Linked DNA regions of Mus musculus: region 2 is linked to region 1. Evidence: chromatin contacts called from public HiChIP or PLAC-seq data. All regions are on one chromosome and are shown on one strand. Each heading gives the region's core, a stretch centred on a gene start, on an enhancer-like site or on the middle of the called end of the contact. The rest is flanking DNA. Distances are from core to core; before and after follow the strand shown.

What was found. HiChIP or PLAC-seq counts read pairs in DNA pulled down with a chosen protein or histone mark.
Region 2: a FOXA1 HiChIP or PLAC-seq map of pancreatic cancer cells shows a contact between it and region 1. The contact joins the promoter of A930033H14Rik here to the enhancer-like site in region 1. A contact is called at or near these places in 4 of 39 promoter capture datasets (the 3T3-L1 cell line, the C10 cell line, embryonic stem cells and 1 more) and 4 of 115 datasets of contacts at active chromatin or transcription factors (acute myeloid leukemia, embryonic forebrain, embryonic stem cells and 1 more).

What each region holds. Positions count from the first base shown.
Region 1 is chr10:68,161,169-68,168,530 of GRCm38.p6, reverse strand. The region is part of intron 4 of Arid5b (AT rich interactive domain 5B (MRF1-like)); the gene reads left to right. The region is part of intron 1 of Gm51770 (a long non-coding RNA gene); the gene reads right to left. Among named protein-coding and RNA genes, the nearest start is that of Gm51770, 14 kb to the right of the region's middle. Within about 2 kb of position 2,285, at least 112 of the 459 cell types and tissues checked have an H3K27ac peak or open chromatin away from gene starts, as enhancers often do. A contact at or near this core is called in pancreatic cancer cells, where this site is marked.
Region 2 is chr10:69,210,521-69,217,204 of GRCm38.p6, reverse strand. A930033H14Rik (RIKEN cDNA A930033H14 gene) reads left to right here and starts at 4,107. Exons shown (of 2, transcript NM_001331193.1): 1 at 4,107-4,452; 2 at 4,821-6,684. The coding sequence starts at 4,200. The coding sequence ends at 4,879. Rhobtb1 (Rho-related BTB domain containing 1) reads right to left here and starts at 4,011. Exons shown (of 11, transcript NM_001252637.1): 1 at 3,830-4,011; 2 at 1,853-1,903.

The DNA.
Region 1 (7,362 bases), core at 1,036-3,535:
ATGTACGCGCATGTGTGTGTGTGTGCTCAGAGTGATGTTTCTTGCTGTGATCCACAGCATGTGGAGAAAAAGCCCAATGGCGGAAGCGTTTGCATGTCCAATGGCATCACTGATAAGTGACTGCTTCATTCTTTATTTTTAGCTCGCACTGCCTTTTTTCCCATATGTCTAAAAATAAGTATTTGCAAGCTTTGCATTCTGCTGCTCATTGTAATACACAAAATATTTGTGCACAGAGCGAAACGCACTGATAGCGCTCAAGATGAGCTATTTCAAGAAAGGAAGGCTTGTTGTGCTAAGAGGAGATAAAATACATTTTTATGAGTGGTAATGTCAGAGAAAGCCATCCATCTTATTTTGAAATAGTTTTAAAGGAGTGGCTAGATAGTTGACCTCTGAAATGATTTAAATAGATTCAATGGGGTGGGAGGAAGGATTCCATGTCTAAAATAGTATGCTCTGCTATATATTGGCTATTGTAAGTCATCATCCAAAGATGGCACTTAGTGCCTGGTCATCTGGGACAGAGGCCCCTCTGTGTAGGATCACCCAAGCTGTCAACTTCCAGAAGACCTATTCTCCAGTCTTTGAGTCTATTCCAGCTCGTTAACACCTCTATCCCAAGGCTGGCAGAGAAAAGTAGAGGAAGAGGAAAAAAAAAAAAAGAATCACGTTAGTTGCTCTTAATAGCCTTTGCAAAGGCCAGCTCATGGCTGAGATAGAAGCCAGTGGTGGGAAGAAAATGTAAGATTTTTCTGCTTTCTGTTGTAGGCTCCCTTTCCTGCCTCGGCACAGCTAATCAATATTTGACTTAAAGACGTTTCAACGAACTTGACGCTGGAAGGCCTTGCTGACATAATCGTGTATTATGTCTTCCCGTTAAACTCCCAGAAATAGGGTGAGCACCGGAGAGTTAAATGGTGTCCTGCCTCCCCATATCTGAGGGAGACTCTCTCCTGGGCTATTGCTCCTAATCAGGGGTTCCACAGCAGGTGACAACTTTTAATTCACCTTCAGAGCTAGCCATCTCTGTGACAACTCTGTGGTATGATCACGCCTTCTGGCCCTGACCTGGTGACATTCGGTATTAATGAGATTGGCAGGTTGGGCTGTGACTGTGTTTACGTCTTTGTGTGTTGCTATACTTACAGTTCACCCAGAACAATCTGGGGCCAAGGTTTGCTCTTATCAGGATAGGTGGCTGGTTGACACCACCTCACAGATTCTATTAGAAGGGACAATAGAGTCATTCTTCAGTGTGGGCAGTCCTTAGCCACCCTTGCTGATATGTATTCTTTAAAGCACCCTGGCTATGCCACCCTCCCATTTCAGCCCCACTTTTGGACCAACCACGCAGCTCAGAGATTTGGGGCTTTGTCTTGGAAGCTCCTCCATCAATCAGAATTCCAAATTGACACTGTTAAGGTCCCCAGAGGTGTTGAGGGTCTGGATTCAGCAATTATGGTGAATAAAAACCTTGCAGCTAGCTAGGGCAAATGCCAGAATTCCAACTACTAACAGTGGAAAAGGGAAGTGGTTTATGTTAGACTATGGTCATACTCTTCTGATTAAACCCACTCAAAAAAAAAAAAGAGAGAGAGAAAGAAAGAAAGACAACACTGTAATATTTTCCAATGACTGTTTATCATGAATTACGTCAGCCTTCATTTAAGTTGCTATTATTTCTCCTTAATGCTTCTCTGGTGCCTACATAATTCACCACACTGGCAGCCTTGGGACTATGAAATAAGCTTTCACAGTGTCCATACAAGGCGTGGGTTTTTTTTTTTTTTGGTTGTTGTTGTTAATTATTATAAAACTCCTTTAACTTTTTACAAAGTGGCATAAAATATTGTTGAGGTATTTATGGCTCAAACGACATGGCTCTATTTTGCTCCTGGCTAGTTCTTAACTAAAGCAATCATTTGTGGTTATTAGAGCTGCCAGAGATATTATGTCAGAACTGGTTTAAGACTATTATGTATCACATGTCAGTACTTGAGGCTGCCTTTCAAAAAAAAAAAAAAAAAACCAAAAAAACAAAAGCGTGATTTTCATTTGCGTTCTTCCAGGGATCAATGATTTATAAGCTAACTGGAGTTCATTCCAAGGTGTACCCATCACCTGGGAGCCTGTCTCAAACCTCCCATCATCCGCTTGGAGTCTCTTTCCTGTGGATCTAAAAAAAATCTCTCCAAAGCAAACGTTGGCAAAGGTTGAGTTCCAAGCGAAGATTTGTTTCTAGGGAGTCATGGAATTAGCTGGAACTGCTTAATGGCCCGTGGCTAGGCTAGTTCTGAGTCCCTGAGTGTGTAGGTTTTTTCTGTGTAGATTTCCTAAGTGTTGAGACCAATGGTTATGACCTTCTGAAGGGGGGGAGGGGGAACAGTCCCCACTCATGGGTGAGCCTGCCTCAGATGCTCAAACAGCCTACCCCAGCTTTGTAAAGACAGTTCTTGGGTGAAGGACAGTATGGAGAAAGGCAAAGAACCAGGTCTGGGGTTCCACAAAGCTGCTCTTCCAAGCAAACTTTCTATTAATATGGTGCTCTGCTGAGCTGCAAATACTGTGTGTTCCCTCCTCGCTTATTTAAAGCAAGAAAGGAAGGGCGTGCCAGAACATTCTACAAAGAACGAAAACACATTAATGACTCATGTGAACAATTACTGATTTTTCTTAACATATAATTTCTTAATTACTGTCAACCAAAATAATTTGCATGATAATATCCTCAAGCCCCTCCCCCCAAGTGGTGTTTCATAGTTTTAGCTTGGGGATCAAAGAGTCTGTTTGATCAATAATCAGGGAAATTTAACTCCTTCCTTCTGACTGGATCCACAGGAAGCTGACAGGAGATATCTTCACAATAATTACCTCCAACACAATGGGGGGAAAAAAAAGAAAAAAAGAGCTCTCCAGTAAAGTAAACAGCTCTGGAAAGGGCTGCAGGCGGTTTCTTTAGCTTGAATTCAAGGAGGAAATTGTGACTTTTGTGAAACTTGCATAAATTTACATGTATCCTGTCAGAGTTTTAAAATTAGACAACATGCCTGAGTGCCCTGGAAATGAGTCTGCCATCCAGATTTAGAGAGCTTTTAGCTTTTTTAATTAAAGGCATTTCACAAGCCAACACCAGAGACACGAAGAAAATTACGTATTACATAAGAACACAGCAACCTTGGAGATTTAGTGAGTGAATATTTTGGATTTAGGAAGGAGATAAAAGGTGTGAAGGGAGCAGTTATGGGGAATTTTTTAAGGTGTTAAAAAAATTTTTTTTTTTTTCAGAGAAGCGAAAAGGCCAAACTGCCACTTGCTGTAGCCCTGGTTCTGGAACTGGTTCAAAGCTCACAGAACTGACTGTGAGTTTGTGGTGGTTGTTAATGAGCACTTGTGGCAGTGAGCTGGGATCATGGATTTGTTATGAATAGATATATTCAGATATATTCACATGCATATATTTGTATATGTATATGAAATTCATATATATATATATATATATATATATATATGGAATTCAGAAGACAGAAGACAAGACTCATTACCACAGCAGATTATGAAAACCCCAAACAGTATGGTTATCATTGTGATAACCATATTTATCCGCTGCTCTGCCTCATATCCCACAACCCCTCTTTCTAAATGCCTTAATAATGCCTGATAATGAAATACTGTTATTGGCCATGTTAAACCATTTAAAGAAACTTAGACTAAATACTGTCAGCTCGTGTTTGCTTTCCTGGCGTGCTCATTTATTGAGAAATTTGGAATGAATGTTAAACATCTGGGCATAGCTTGGTGCACGCAAAGCCATCTTTAAAATGTGTATATTTCAGAACTTCTTTAGTGTATTTATTTAGAAATCTGGGAGAACTCTGTAAACATGTTGGAGGATATGGGTAACATTTGAATATGAAAGAGAAAGTCGGTGTAATTGAAAACCTAAATTTCATTTTCTATAACTATTACTCTGTTGGGAAGGACGACTTCTAGGGTGAGAGAAATCCAGGCTATGGTCAGGGCTGTTTATGGAGCAGTACCTCCCCATGTCTTATACCATATATATGAACCAGAAAAGCCCCCATTCTGGCCCCTTCTGGGTATGAGATATGATGTTTATTTCTTTAAAAAAAATAAAGAATTGGTTATTTCAGCACTTTAAGATATGGTTGGAGTTGCACTTGCCAGCTGCGTAGATAAACTGGAGTACAGCCAGGCCTACACACTGCAGTGCTAACTGCCTTTGGTTCTAGACAATTAACACATATGTTTTAAAGATCTTTTTAACTTTATATATATTTATATATGTGTATGTGCCCCCCTCCCCCTCTCCCTCTCCCTCTCTCCCTCTCACTTTCCCTCTCACTCTCTCGCTCTGTGTGCACATGTGCCACGTGGATATAGATGCCTGTTGAGGCCAGAAGAGATTATCAGACCTTCTAGGTCTAGATGACCAGTGACTATCAGCTGCCCAGTGTGGGTGCTAGGAACTGAAGTAGGGTTCTCTTGCATGTGTTCCTAACCATTGAGCCAACCCTCCATCCTATAGTCTGTATACTTTGTAGCCCAGCCTTTAAGACACTGATCCCATTGACACAATTGTGGTATTTGGGAGATGGTACAGTGTAGGAATCAGAAAGACAAAGTTATTAATGTATCACAAATGCGCTCCACTGTAGAAGTACAAAGAAGAATGACCATAATGGCAGAGTTTTCAGGTCTAAATTTTCCATTATGTGTGTCTCTCCTGGTAGCGGGTCTGAGGACCCAGGGCTACCTGTAGACTGGAAGCCCACTCTGAATTGTTCATTGTGATGTGGTTCATTGTGAATCTAGCTTTGCAGCATAGACCAGGCTGGACTCCAAAAGTTTTAATATCTTCCAGACAAGGTGCAGCTGAGATCTAAAGACCCTGATTATAGGAACAGCCATCTCTTGGGGCACAGAGGTTTTGTGGTGGGGACAGTTCTGGTCCATGGTGGTTGCTTCAGAGTTAGGGCAGGTTTTATTATTATTATTATTATTATTTTGTTTTAAAACTACAATTTAATTACATTACTTTCCTCTTTCCATTTTCTTCCTCCGGCCCTTCCCGTGTATCCCCAACCCCCAATGGCTCTGTCTCAGATTCACGGCCCATGCCTCCTCACTGGGCCACATTAACATTGTGGGGGGAAGCATGGCGGACCCAACTCCAAGCAAAGAACTAGGAGCATCTAAAGAACACTGAGAGAGGAAAACTTCAGTCTTCTCCAGAGAAGAGCACCACCCCACCCCCATTAGCCATTGAATACCGAGTGGTCAGCCCTGAACATTTACATTCATTTTATTTTTAAAATTTATTGGAAGGAGTGTGTGAGTGCCACAGCACGGGTGTGGGAGCCAGAGCCCAAGTTGGTGGAATTGGTTCTGTCCTTCCTCCACCTTCACGTGGGTTCTAGGGAGCCAGCCAGGATTCAACATGGGTCATGAGGCTTGAGTGACAAGCACCTTTGCTCTGGCGAGTCATTCTGCTGGCCCATCATACCATCCTTGGTCCCTAGCCCTTTGCTTATGGCTTCCATAAGTGCTCATTTACCATTATATAATTAGGAGGCTGTCATCAACAAAGATAAAAATTGATGTATTCTCCTTGGGCAGATATCCCCTGGGCCTTCTAAAGAACTGAAACATGGTAGCTCTGGAGAGATACTTTACTGGGTAAATGGGTTTTTTTCTTCCAAATTGTGGAGATCTGATGTTGGATACCCAGTATGAAAGCCCTTGACATGTCTCAGAAAATGAGGTAGAGGGTCTGTAAGGTGAATAAGGAGAGGAGGGTCCTTCCCTTCAGACCTGGCAACCTGAGTTTGTTCACCCGAACCCATGTGCTAAAAGCTGGGAACTGATTCCTGATGGTTATGCAAGTTGACTTCTAATGTCTGTCCACACCATGTTGTGGCCTATGCACATGTATACACACACACACACACACACACACACACACACACACACACACACACACACACAGAAGTGCATGCACCCACACACAGATGCACATACACACACAATAAATAAGTGAATGAATGAATGAATGAATGAATGAATGAATGAATGAATAAGGAATATGTATATGAATTTTTAAAGAAAAAAAAGGAGGCTGGCGAGCCGTGAAGAAAGACCTCTGGAGTTGACTTCTGGCTTCTGCGCATACACATGTACACACAGCGGGTAAGAGGCCAAGGGAACTGAAATGACAGAAAAGAACTAAAACTATGCTACCTGGCATGGAAATTGAGGGGAATGTAAACTGTAAGTAACTTATTTCAAAGGAGAACCCCCACATGTACAGCCCACAAGGATCTAAAACTGCAATTCCAAGGGTCAGTTTGTTCAATAACCCATAGAACCAGAGTGTTACCCCATCTATTACTTATTGATTGATCCATTGATTAGTTGCAACTTGATGAGGCTTCTGGAACAATAAGATACTAGAAAGAAGTGAAAAAAGATGAGCCTCTGTCTCTTTCTCTAGTGTGGGCTACCATAGCCTGAGGTCAGTCTCCCGTCCTTTTCCTCAACACGCAAAGTGTGGCAGATATACTTAGTGGTTGGAAGCCCTTGATGTGGCCAAGTCTTTTTTTTTTAAGATTTATTTATTTATTATTATATGTAAATACACTGTAGCTGTCTTCAGACACACCAGAAGAGGGCATCAGATCTCATTACAGATAGTTGTGAGCCACCATGTGGTTCCTGGGATTTGAACTCAGGACCTCTAGAAAAACAATCAGTGCTCTTAACTACTGAGCCATCTCTCCAGCCCCTTTTCTTAATTTTTTTTTGGTTTGTTTTGTTTTTGTTTTTTCGAGACAGGGTTTCTCTGTGTAGCCCTGGCTGTTTTGGAACTCATCTATAGACCAGGCTGGCCTCGAACTCAGAAATCTGCCTGCCTCTGCCTCTGAAGTGCTGGGACTAAAGGCGTGCGCCTCCAACGCTTGGTGTGACGTGGCCAAGTCTTACCTATTCACTACATTATCATCATTTTTTGGATGACCCAGTGCATCTAACCTTCCTAAGGCTGAGACCTTTTTAATACAGCTCCTCGTGTTATGGTGACAAACACACCCCCAACTATAAAATTATTTTTGTTGCTACTTCGTAACAGTAATTTTGCTGCAGCTAAGAATCATAATGTAAATAGTTCTGGAGGTAGAGGTTTGCCAATGTGGGTGGGAGAAGGGTCTAGGCCTGCAGGTTGAGAACCACTGGGCTAACCGTTGCTCACAAACAATCAGACTTTTGAAAATAACAAGCTCTCAGAATGACACGCCTTTCTTCCTTAACTGTAAGTTTGGAGTGCCTCTCTCTCTATTGCTTGTA
Region 2 (6,684 bases), core at 2,858-5,357, 1.0 Mb before region 1:
TACTTTAAATAAATTATAGATTTATGATTGTCATATTGATTATTTTTTATGGCATATCATTTATCACAGCCAGCCATATATCAGTTAATGGTGAGGATCTGGCCTATAATGGGATCTCCCCAATAAGAACCATGGAATATGATCTGTCTTGGATTGGTCTAGGATATAGCAACTTTTATAGATCAAGCTTTTATAGAATAGTATACAACTACCCCTTAATTGATTAAAGATGCCCCTTAACTAACTGTGCTTTTGTAATGCTATTATGCCAGCTGGGGTTGTCAGTACTTGATAAAGAGTTTATCTAGAGGGTCACCTTTGTAATTTGTAATTTGTTAGTGACTCTGTGTTTAAAATTCCCAGAGGGTTAACAACTGTTACAAATTATTCTTTAGAAACAGAGCAAAGGAGGACATAGCTGCAAGGGATGCTCGCAGCTGAGGTGCAAATTATAAGTATCTGAAACTTTAGATATTGACCCTTTTCAGAACTTTGGTTGGGATTTATTGATTACGTATCCAAACCTATCCACTATACGTACAACATTTCACCACGCTGAGGATCTGAAGGAAGAAGGTACTTTGAGGCTCCGTGTCCCATTGTAGCCTTTTATCAAAGATGTTCAGCCGAGTGACAGCTTTCAAGCTTTGATGCCTTGTAAGCAATAGGGTCTCTGCCTCCACAGTCCTGGACCACCATGGCTGGGGACAACTCTACCATGTTAGTTAGTTTCAAAGTCTAAATCCTGATTATCTCCAAACACTTGTTTATCATTTATGCAGATGAAAACTTATGCTTGGTATGGGATTCAAAAAAGTCTCACAGAACAGAAAACATTGGGCATGCACAAAGATCATGATTTATTCTTCATCTTTTCCATATTGGAATGCTTAACATCTTTTTTTTTTTTTTTTTGGCTTTTCAAGACAGGGTTTCTCTGTGTAGCCCTAGCTGTCCTGGAACTCACTTCCATACACCAGGCTGGCCGCAAACTCAGAAATCCACCTGCTTCTGCCTTCTAAGTGCTGGGATTAAAGGTGCGCACCACCACTACCTGGCAATGCTTAACATTTTGCCTTTTAAATTCGCTCGGAAACTTCTTGAGAGTCAGAGACTCCACCCCACCCCCATGATATATATTTATTCTTTGACTGATCCGTGCTAGGAAGTACCTATTTACTTAGAAGAGTGGACCCTCTTCTCTAGGGACAGCTGCAGTGCCGAGTGTTCCCGGGATATCTGTAGTTACTAGATTAAATAAGTCACTCAACTTTTCTTGGCCTCTGTCTCCCTGTCAGAGATGAAGTTTTCAAACAGGAGTTTATGTTTTTAGATTAAGACAAATCTTTTAAAAAACAAAAAACCCAAAAGCTGTTGCACACCACAGTTGTTGCATATGTGTGTGTGGTGTGTATGATGTGTTTTTCCATTTATTTGACACACATATATGTAGAATAAAACCATAAATGGACAGAACCAAATCTTGACGCATGCTCACAAATGTCCACTACTAGTCTATGAAATCTCCTGAAGGCTAAGATGAAGATGAGTCAAATCTCCATTACCGACTACACTCAGATGCCCAGGACCCTCAACTGTCTACTACCATTTTGATTTTCTCCTTAGAATGACCCACAGGAAGGAGAGACGGGGCACACAAGATTCATTTTAAGGTTCTTTTCTTTGAAGAGAAAATAGACTGATTTCAACAAACAATGGATTCAAACCATATAAAACAGCAAAACCCGATTCTTTCGAGACAAAACGACTAAGAAACCTGCTCTAGAACATATCTCAGCATCAGAGGCTACAATACTCATCTGTGCTTGTGGGCATGCGCAGAGCTACTGACCTCGCTCCCGGGAAGTGAAGAACAGGAGTTCCTGCGCACAGCTGGTCTTACCTAGAGAATAGAGAGAAATACTGTTAAAATCCCTCTGCCTGCCACCAGCCCACAGGAACTCTTTTTTTTTCTCTAACATACTTTGTATCTTTCTCCACAGGCGAGGATGGGCAGAGTCTGACTAACTTTGGTTTATGCTCTGTGTACACTGGTATTTCTTTGGGTCAAGTATCTCCTGAAATAGCTATGTTAGCATTTTATAGCATTCGAAGAAGTATATTTCTGAGCATTTGGGGATGATACAGAAAAAGCACTTAGCCACAAATGGATGGTAAGCACAGTGAAAACTCACTGGTTTTCTCAAATAGACAAGGGAGTGGGAGATTTTCTTAAAAAAAATTGTCATTTTAAAACACCATCTTAACCCCAACACAATGAATTCTGGTTTCTTCTGTTATTATTATTATTATTAATTATTTTCTTTTTCTGTAGAAGTAATAAGTCGGTAACATCAACCAGGCTACTTGTGTGCATCCTTGTGAGCATACATAACCCTGTACCTTGGGATGCCCGTGACCTTCACAACTTTGGAACATAGAGACTGTTGATAGAGATGGGCTAAAGCCTCCCACCATGGGAAGGAATGGATCAAACCCAGACCCCCATTGATTTTCAAATATGATCCAGGAGTCTCATCAAGAATCTTGTTTAATATGATAATTGACTGCTTGCTTCCCCTGTGGGGACAACACTCAGATGTTACTGACAGTCCAAAGATTGAGTTTGTCTAATGGGAACCACTGGTTCTCATAGGCGTCCCAAAGATCACTGAAGATGAAATAATACACTGAGTCTCAAAAGAGTGTTTAAAAGTGAACTTATGAGCCTGTTGGTGGCTTATTATCTGCCCTTGGCCAAGCTGAATGCCTCTGGAAGCATGGCATGGTTTGGAGTCTCTTGTATGTTTTTATGGCAGGTAGCACAACCTACAGAGAACCTCATGCTGAAACCCCAGGCTGAGTATTCAGTAGTTTCCCCAAAAGCACAGACCAGGGAGATTCAGTCAGGATGTCTCCTCTGCTTGCTACTATCTAGCGTTTCCCAGCTTTCTGTAACTTATCAAGCTTAATGCATGCCTCCACCCCCAATGCCCCAGCATATGTGTACAGGCAGTCCCAAAGGCGCAGCTCTTGTGCTGACGTGCAAAGCCAACTCAGAACCCTGTGCTTGGCTCTCCCTCCTAACTTTTCTGGCTTGTCTGAGTCTAAATATTGACTTTGCTCCTCCGTTGAGTAGTTTGATATGGGATGGAAACCCCACGGCCAACAGTGGAATCAAATGTTATATATACATTTTTTACACAGTCTTGCCTTCCTTCCACTTTTTTGGGGGTGGGTGTGAGTGTGGATCTCTTCTGTGTCTCTCCCCCTACCCCCTGGCTGTGAACCTAGCTGAACACTTAAGTTGAGGTGTGTGCAAGCCCCTCACAAGGCAGCGTGTATTGTTGGCACAGCAACTCACAACAGACTCCCTAGACACAGGGCTAGGGGGGAGGGGAGGGAGAGGGGCGTCATCGTGCATCCAAAGACACTGCTTGGGGCAGGGCAAACACCCAAGGGCTCAGAGCACCCTGCTTCTCGCGTCCCAAGTTCCCCACCAGAGTCCTTCGAGGAAAAGGCGCCTTTCCCCGGGGGCGCGGCAGCACCCGGCCCTGGTGCAACCGGACTGCTAAGGTGCCTGTTGTACGTGTTGTCTGCCGCTACAAGTTAGGGGTGCGGCCGGGGCGGGTGCTCTTCCACATCTCTTCAGCTCACTCCTCTGGGAGGGGACTGTCCCCCCGCATCCCTTCAGCTCACTCTCGCAAACGTTGCTGGGGGAGGGTGGGAACATGGGCCGGGGTCCCCACCTGCCACCCGCGAGGCAATCGGGAGCTGGTGAGGGTGCTCCGCTGCTCACTGGGACACTCAGCACGACACAGCCACCTACCCTGCAGCCGAGCGAGACCTGGCTCCCTCCGCCGCTCAGCAGCGGCCCCCGCCGCGCGCGCTCGCGGGGACGCCGGGACCCTGCGCACCGCGCGCCACCCGCCCGGCGTGGCACAAAGGCAGCATGGCCCAGCCGCACCCGGCCGCGTCCGCGTCCCGGCGCAGGCCACGGGACTCGTCCCCAGGTCGCTGTCGCCGCCAGCCCTGCCCTCCTCCCGCCCCCTTTCCTGGCCAGGCGGGGCACCGGGCGGAACCCTGCGCCCGGGCACGGAGCGAGCAAAGCGGTGGCGGCCTCCGATCGCTCTCTCTCTCTCCACCGTGACGTGAGCAGCCTTGGCGGCTATTTATAACCACACGATTGGATTTCATTCATGAAACCAGGGCCTGGTGTGTCTGAGCTGTGGGACGCGAGGTGGCGAAGGTGCTGCGGCTGCACGCACACCGGAGGGGCCTGGGCTCCAGGGCCGGGATCAGCGTGCGTCCCGCTACCCCGGGGACCCGGCCTTAAGCCAAGCGGAGATCAGAGCAGGGCAGGGTGTGTGCGAGCTGTCCCCGCGCCCCCTCCCCGCAGCATCCCACCCACTCCCGAACATCCGCTGGCCCTCAGTCCTGGGCTCAGGAAAAGTAAGTTGGGCCACTAACCGGCTGGGCAGCATAGCTTTCTTCCCCCTAGGAACTGACCGGCCGCGGACTCCGAGGGAGGACATTGGCTTTTGTTTCAAAACCGAGCCCAGCTGCTGACTAAGCGCTGCGCTGGCCCAGCCTCCTCCCCTGGGCGCTGCACGTGCGGGCTGGCTCTCCCCCTCCTGGTCACCTTCCCCTGCACCGGGCTCAAGGGGTCCCGGCAGGGGGCGGGGGGGGGGGACGCCCAGCTTTTCCCCCCACCCGGTCCTCCCCACCCCCACCTCCCACCCCGAAATCAGCTGTTTTAGAGAGGCTGGGGGGCGGGGGGGGGGAGCTGAAACTGATTTCGGCCTCTTCTGGGTCTGCAGGAAATCTTGGAAGGGAAAACCAGTTTCGGGGACACTGTGGACTTTCAAGCCGATTGTGAGTTCTGGGGGCAGAGTTCTGGTTACTTTTCACGGATCCGCAGAAGAACTGCCTAGGTGCCTAGGGGTGTCTGGCATCACGCGATGCTCTAAGGAGGTGACAGGGAACTGCAACTAACTTGGCTCCTGTCCGCAGGGAACTTTCAGTCCGCCTTCTCAACTGCCTGTTAGACTGGGCTGTGTAATCCGCTCACTCTAGTCCTGCAACGAGACGAGACAGCTGGCGGATTAGGATGTGAATGCCTTCAACTAGGGATGTGCTACGTTTATAAAACCCTTCTAAAGGCTGACATGGAGCACACAAAAAATGGCCACGCTACATCCTTGGCCTCCATCAGTTCTTAGCTAAGGCCTTGCCAGCATCTCGAAAGGGTGGGAAAGATAGATAGCCGTATTTTACTGTGAGGACGGTTACTTAGGGCTATCCTTCAACTTCCCTTAAAAAAATGAATAGCAAACAAAACCCTCTCTCACAGTAACGCCTCCGTCCCTCCTTTTCAGGAAACCACATTTGGTTTTCTTAGATGGACTTCTCTTCCTCCCCAGGATCTCTGGTTTCCAGTCTCTTTGGCAATTTCCTGCCCCTCCCTTAGATCCTCCCATAGCTGGTCTCCAACTCTCGCTATGTTGCCAAGGCTGGCCTTGAACTCCTGCAACCTCGGCCTTGCAGGTTTGTACCACCAACAGGCTAAGCAAACGAAATGTTTTTAAATAAGAAAATGTTGTGCAGGCAACCTGCGGTATTTAAGCAATCCTTAATGTACTGTTGTGGTTGGAGATGGGGTCATCAAGGCCATAACCTTTTGATGCTAGCAAGAGAAGGAAGGAAGAAGTCAAATTCCCGTGTCTGAGGAGTTCAAGGTGGATCGTGACTGAATATGGTCATTTGCTTGGCAAGGGGTAGACTCCCCTCAGCCTGCTTTAAAAGGACACCATGTTGAAAGACTCAATCAATAGATACTCTCTCCAGGAATATATTAGGGAAAGTTAATTAACCCCGTTGTTGCTAACTAGCTACTTCTCGGCAAGTCAGTTCTTTTCAAACTACCTTGGGGCACCGAGGAATAGAACAGTAACTAAGAAATGGGAACTTAGAAACTAAGAAATATGTATTGTGGCCCCAAGTGCAGCGGGGAATGGCTTTCCTCTCTTTTTTTTCCTTAAGATTATTATACCACCACAACTGATGAGGCAGGCCATTGGAACCATTTTACAGATGGGGTAACTGAGGCAAGGGCAATTTGCATTTTTTCAGTATTGTTAGTGGTTGACTTTTGTGCCCCAGGGTCATCGAGGGCTGGCTTTATTTTATCACTAACCTTTGTTGTAACATCCGGTCCCCTTCAGGTGTCTTTCACTTCCTCAGTCACACATTCAAAAGATGAACCTGCCATAACTTTCGAAAAATGCCAGGCATAATGGCATGCCCCTGTGGTTCCCCCACACTGCCAGAGGTAGAGACAGCAGGATGCCTGGGGCTCACTGGTTCTAAAGCCTCTCTGATTCAGTGGCCCCTAGTTCCTGTGGGGGAGGGGGGAAGGGACAGATCCTAAGGAACAACCCCAAGGTTGACCTCTGAACTCCACAAGTACGTGCACAGGCGAGTGCCACCCTTTACCACCCCTCCCCCCACATGGCAGCATATGCACACACCTGCACATATTTCTGAAGCATCAGAGAGGTTGTAAGAGTAGAAAGACACCTAGTACTGTGCATACTCTTGGGGTGCCTGACCATCTCCTGAGCCCCCCCCCCCCCCCCCGACCATCCTTGTAGAGTGGATAAGGAATGCCTACTAGCCATTTTG